2 separate regions of the Pan troglodytes genome follow, and region 1 is linked to region 2. A link is a contact called in public HiChIP or PLAC-seq data. All regions are on one chromosome and are shown on one strand. The core of a region is the stretch at or near the end of the contact, and the rest is flanking DNA. Distances in the headings are between cores, read along the strand shown. Region 1 holds the start of LYPD6 (LY6/PLAUR domain containing 6). Region 2 holds the start of LYPD6B (LY6/PLAUR domain containing 6B).

What was found. HiChIP or PLAC-seq counts read pairs in DNA pulled down with a chosen protein or histone mark.
Region 1: a contact with region 2 is called in an H3K4me3 HiChIP or PLAC-seq map of stem cell-derived excitatory neurons, with 5 times the contacts expected there. The contact joins the promoter of LYPD6 here to the promoter of LYPD6B in region 2. A contact is called at or near these places in 1 of 7 Hi-C or Micro-C datasets (induced pluripotent stem cells), 1 of 1 datasets of contacts at active chromatin or transcription factors (stem cell-derived excitatory neurons) and 1 of 1 other capture datasets (stem cell-derived neural stem cells).

Annotation. Positions count from the first base shown.
Region 1 is chr13:51,368,013-51,370,712 of NHGRI_mPanTro3-v2.0_pri, forward strand. LYPD6 (LY6/PLAUR domain containing 6) reads left to right here and starts at 1,289. Exons shown (of 5, transcript XM_063790504.1): 1 at 1,289-1,506.
Region 2 is chr13:51,075,866-51,078,565 of NHGRI_mPanTro3-v2.0_pri, forward strand. It overlaps LYPD6B (LY6/PLAUR domain containing 6B), which reads left to right and starts at 1,434. Exons shown (of 7, transcript XM_525939.8): 1 at 1,434-1,721.

The sequences.
Region 1 (2,700 bases), core at 39-2,538, 290 kb after region 2:
AACATTTTCGCTCTTCTGATGCCTGAGGAGTGTTGTATGTTGGTAGTCATTTTTTAAAAAATTTAAAATTAATATTAATGTTCTTTAGAAAATACCGTAAAGTATATAGAACAAGAAAACCATCCATTATCCCAACACGCAGAGATAACCACTGCAGACATTTCATATGCATATCTTTCCAGCCTTCTTTGCAAATATATTTCTGAAAAGAGATCCTAAGGGTTCCATCTCTACCAGGAACTCGGCTCTCATAAATTGCATTAATACGTTGAACTTCACTTTGAACCCAAATATGAATATTTTCACTAAACTATGCACCGATTTTTTTTTTTAATAAAGTGAATAAGTACATGGACCGGAACTGCCAACTGGAAACTAAATGAGTGTCAGCAGTGACACCCGGGACATGCCCTCATTAGTAGATGCTAACCCGCAGAGGTAACCTGCCTAGACACGGAGAGACATTTCCAAGTTCAGGTTGATTAATTCATATTCAATTCATTCACCCTGCTGAGCCCTGCAGGAAGACAGCGCGGCAGCGATCTCCACCTTGAGGGGGCGCTAATTATTTTTTGCCTACTTGAACCCTGAGCTTGGGCAAGCCTGTGCACATAAACTAAGAGAAAAACTTTCTGAGGTCTAGCAGCTGTCGATCAAAAATAGGTTATCCTAGGCCCTTCCAAATAGAGGGACTGGGGAAGGAAGTTTAATTAAAAAAACAGTAAGAATGTTTTTATGTTGGTATGGATAGATTATTGGGAAGGCAGGGTGATTCAGGAGAGGCCTGAAAAAATGCTCCAGGGGTAGAAAATCCAAGGAGAAGGTGGAGGGGTCTCAAAGATGGACAAATAGCCACAGGGCGGGCCGCCCTTACGAAGGTAGCCTTGCAGGCCAAGTTCGGGGGGAGGTGGGGAGGCTGGTTCCGAGTTTCCGGGCATATCCGTGGAGTCCTTCCAGACCTTCCTGGGGACCTTCCCTGGTCACCCCGGCTCCCCGCCGGCCCCCCGCGCTGCTCAGGGGAGAGTAGGACTATGACCCACTTCCACTCTAAGGCTCTAGATCGAACCGTCCAGGGGGGTCAAACACGATTTACAACAAGGAAGAGAAAAACCAATACGTCCCAAGAGGGCTGCAGGGGCTTTACCTGGAGGAAGGGTTGGGCAGAGGGTGGCAGTATTATGCCCTGGACTTTTTTGCACCAAACCCATAGGCGGATTCCCACTGCCTAAGACCTGCCTTCCTGGCTCTTCCCACCGCCTCCATGCTCCGCCCCGCAGCTTAGGTCTTTTACTGCAAACGTCAAGTGGTCTCCTCCTTCCCTGGGTTCGGAGCTTCACTTGCTCTTGAGCTCTGCGGTCCGGCGGATTTCGCGGGGCCCAGGGGATGGCGGGGAGTGAGATTTGGCCAGGGTCATTTCACACTGCCGGGCCTGCAGCCACGCACGCAGCTGCTGGCCCGGCTGAGGCTGGCGGCGAGGGAGAGGCGCAGGGGGTCGCGCACAGGAAGGTATCGGTGCACCCTGAGCAAACACTGCTCGCTTTCAACGCTCACTGGGAACAGGCTTCCCGGGAAGGTCCCAAATCTCTCCAGTTCCGCTCACCCTGCGGGCGGGAGCGCGGCGCCCGGGTGCCCCACCTGCGCCGGGCGGTCGGCTCCCGCTGGCCGGAGTTTGCAGACTTGGCGCTCAGGCCGATTCTCCCGGAGTTGGGTCGCGCGCGCCGGGCCAATGAGCGCGCCCCGCGGAGGGCTCCGCTCCCCCCGCGCGCGCTGATTGGTCCCGCGGCCCTCGAGGCCGGGCCGGCCGCGGCTGCAGGCGGCGGCCAGTGCCCGGCGCGAGTGGGAGTGGCGCGAGTGGGAGTGGCGCGCGCGCGCCCCCAGCCGCCCCCCGCCTCTCCCCGCCGCGCTCCCTCGCTCCCTCCCTGAGCTCCCGGGCTCCGGCAGCGCGCTGGCGGGGCGCCGCATTGCACACTCTGGGGGCGCCGCAGTGTTCGTGGGATGGGGCAGCGGGCTGCAGCTGGCGGCCGGAATCCGCGCGCAGCCCGGGTGAGTAGAGGCGGGCTTCCCGGGAGAGCACAAAAGAACAGGGGGTTGGTGCCAGCGGCCCCGGCTTAGGCGGGGCCTGGCCAAGCCACGGAGTGCGCTGAGTCGCTGGAACTACCCGATGCTAGGGCAGCCCCCTGGGGCCAGAGGAACTGGGGTCCCGGCCTCCGGCGTTTTGCCCCGAGTGGGCAGAGAGCCCCGCGCGCAGCCTGGACGGGTCCAGAGGGGCGTGTGTACTCGTGTGTGTTGGGCTGGCGCGTGGAGGGTGGGATGGAAAGGTCAGGAGCTGCCAAGTTCAAGGCTGGAGGAACCTTTCCCAGGAGTAATTCAGCATCTTCTCACGGCCCAGCATGCGTCCACCAGGAACTCCAGCCGGAGGGAGTTCCTGGGCGGCGGACTGGCAGCACCCCACATGTTGCTGCGGGGCGGGGGGCAGTGGCGGTAGCCCGGCTGCGGCCACCCGGAGCCTCTAAGGGAGGTGCAGTGTGCTGGAGGTACCTCCCCGCCGCTGCAAGACCACGCTAGGCCTTTCAGCCATCCACCCCGACAACCCAGGGAAGGGACCATCCACCTACAGAGTTGGGATTTGGCCTGGGCTTGACTTGGCGACCTGTTTTTCTCTCTGGTAACAGCAGTTCCGTTGATTCACATTTGGCTAAG
Region 2 (2,700 bases), core at 184-2,683:
GCCAGGTAACACCAGATCTGAAATACCCATATGTGCAGAACCCACTGAAGGGGTGGGGTGTCTAGACCTTAAGAGTGTTGGGCTTGTTGTCAGTGGAGGGGTGGAGCAGGCTTCTTGGCCCTGACCTCACCTTAATAGAGATCCTCCCATTTTGGCCTTGGAGGTTTAATATATAGTCACGGAAGTGTACTGAAATAGTCATAAGAAGGAATGTTCTCCATACAACTTTAAAGTTGTACAGTGCTTTCTGCAGTGAAATGAATTTTTTCACGGAATGGATTTTTTTAACGAGTCTTGAAATTAACATGTGAGGAGCAGCATGACACATTACCTCGTGTGTGTGTGTGTGCGTGTGTGTGTGTGTGTGTGTGTGTGTGAGTGAAGGCCATTTGTTAAATGGAACACCTAAAAATACCATTGTTTTTGTTTTTGCAATTGTCAGGGGCCTCAATAAATGCAAGCTGGCTCAGGTGATGCTTGACCTGAGAGGTCTGGAAAGACAGATTAGAAGTCTCAGCAGAGGGCCAAACCCAGACCCCACTTCTGCAGAAGTTCTGTACCCAGGTTTCCCCACTGCAGGCATAACCAGCAGCCCCTCAAAGGCCCCAGACCAGCCAACTGTCTTTAGAAATGCAGACCCAGGATCAGCTCTGCTACCAGCCATGGGATCTTGGGTCAGTGGCCCATACTCTGAGCTGTGTTTCCACAGTGCAAGGCTGGCCGGACAGTGTTTTATTTCAGAGTTCTCCTGTCTGTGGCATCTTCAGAAGTTAAAGATTTGCTTGACCACTATAAGGTGCCCTGGGAGTGTAGACCTCCCACAACCCAGCTGCCTGGCTGGCAGTGGGTGGGGAGTAAGCAGTAGAGAGAGGACAGGTGGCCCGGGATCTGACAGCTTGCCTCTGGATTCTCCCTAGTAAGCTTGGAATGATGCTGGAGCAGCTCTGGGCCGAGGGGACCAGTCTAAGGCTGGACGCAAAAGACTGGGCGCCACCTAGTCTGTTCATCAGGTATTAAATGCCCTGAGTTTTCAAAGCTCTGGTGATTCAGTAGTGGACGGGTAAGGTTCCTGCCTCTCCTGGGGCTTACCGTCCAGGGGTGGGGAGGACGTCACTATATGAAATTATCTTATTTATAGCTTAATGTCATTATTTAAAAAGGGGGAGAGAATCACTTGACGGGTGGGCAAGGTGGGGACGGGGTTGGATGGAATGGTCAAAAAAGGTCTTTCAGAGTTCTTCCAATCCTGAACTAACTCACCTGCACCCTTGGCCCAATCATTTTCACTCCCGAGGGTCTGCACTCCTCGTTTCTACATTCTAGGAAGAAAGGGGTTGGACCCTCCCCTCTTTAAGCTGGGTGGGGTCCGAATCCCGTGCTTCTTTCACTTCCTGAGCCGGGCTGGCTGGGTGGGAACAGGCTCCTTGCCGCCTCCCCAGCGCTGGCCACTACCACACTGCCGCCCGCCTGGGCCTCCTTTCAACCTCGTGGTGGAGCCCTGCGGTTTCCCAGCGGAGCCGGGCCCGGGGCTGCTCCCTCGCGGGCGAGGCTCACCTGTCCCGGCCCGGCCCCCTCCCGCGCCCCAGGTGGTTCAGGGCGGGGAGGAGCCGCGCCCCGCCCCGCGCGGTCGCAGCCAACGCCGGCCCCAGGCGGGTGCGCTGGGAGCCTGGGCCGGGAGCCGGGTGAGGGCGCCGAGAGGCTCGGTGGGCGCGGGCGGCGAGGTGAGCTGGGCCAGCGCAGCAGGCGGGGGCGGTGGTGGGTTCGGGACGGCTCACCCCGCGCCGGAGCGAGTGCGGGGCCGCGCGACTGCGGCGGGAGATGCGCTGCGCCCCTTCTGGGCGCGCCGAGGCAGCCAGGAGCTCGCGGGGCCGCGGGGCCGCGGCGCAGTGGCGGGGTCGGGGTCTGGTCGCTGCCTCGGGGCGAGCAGCTGCCAACATCTGGACGGGACGGGAGCAGGGGGCCGGGGCAAGGCTGGAGCGGTGTGGGTCTCTAATCGTCCAGAGCCCTGCGGGGCCAGTGACTTCGGCAGAGCCGAGGGGAGAGGAGATACTGGGGGTCAAATTGCTGGAGAGAGCGCGGAGCTGGGGCTGGGGTTCAAGGCCGATCGTGGGGCCAAGAGCGAGCGTGCCAGCTCCAGTGTTTCCCCCTGCAGCGCTTCACGCGGGACCAGCTTGGGTGCCGCCGCTTCCCTTGCCCCGGCTCTTTACTTTTGTTGTTGAATAACCTACCTTACACATTGGTTAGTTACCTGGGGCTTCTCAAAAGCCGGGTCTGGAGGCTGCTCTGACTTCAGGGGGCTTGGGTTGTCAGGCTTCAGGTCTGTATGCCCTGTGGCGTTTGGGGGGAGCTGGTGGGTGGAGGGGTGCTGTCCACCTCCCAAGGCCAGGGGATCAGAGAGTGGAAAAAGTCTAGCATGCTATTTAAATTCCAGTAACTAGCTGTGTGACCTTGGGCAAGTTACTTAACTGCTCTGAGCCTCAGTCCCTTAAACTAAAATAGGTATTATTAATATTATAATCATTACAACAGACTTAGGTTATATGATGTTCATGGAGTACATAGCATACTGCTTGATTTTTCCCCCTTTGTGTTGATGTGGTGGTGTGTGTGTTGTGGGGTGGGGGCATTCTTTCCCACCCTGACTTGTTCATGGTTAGGCTTCCTGCAGGATGCCTTACTTGCTGACAGCATCACAGAGGC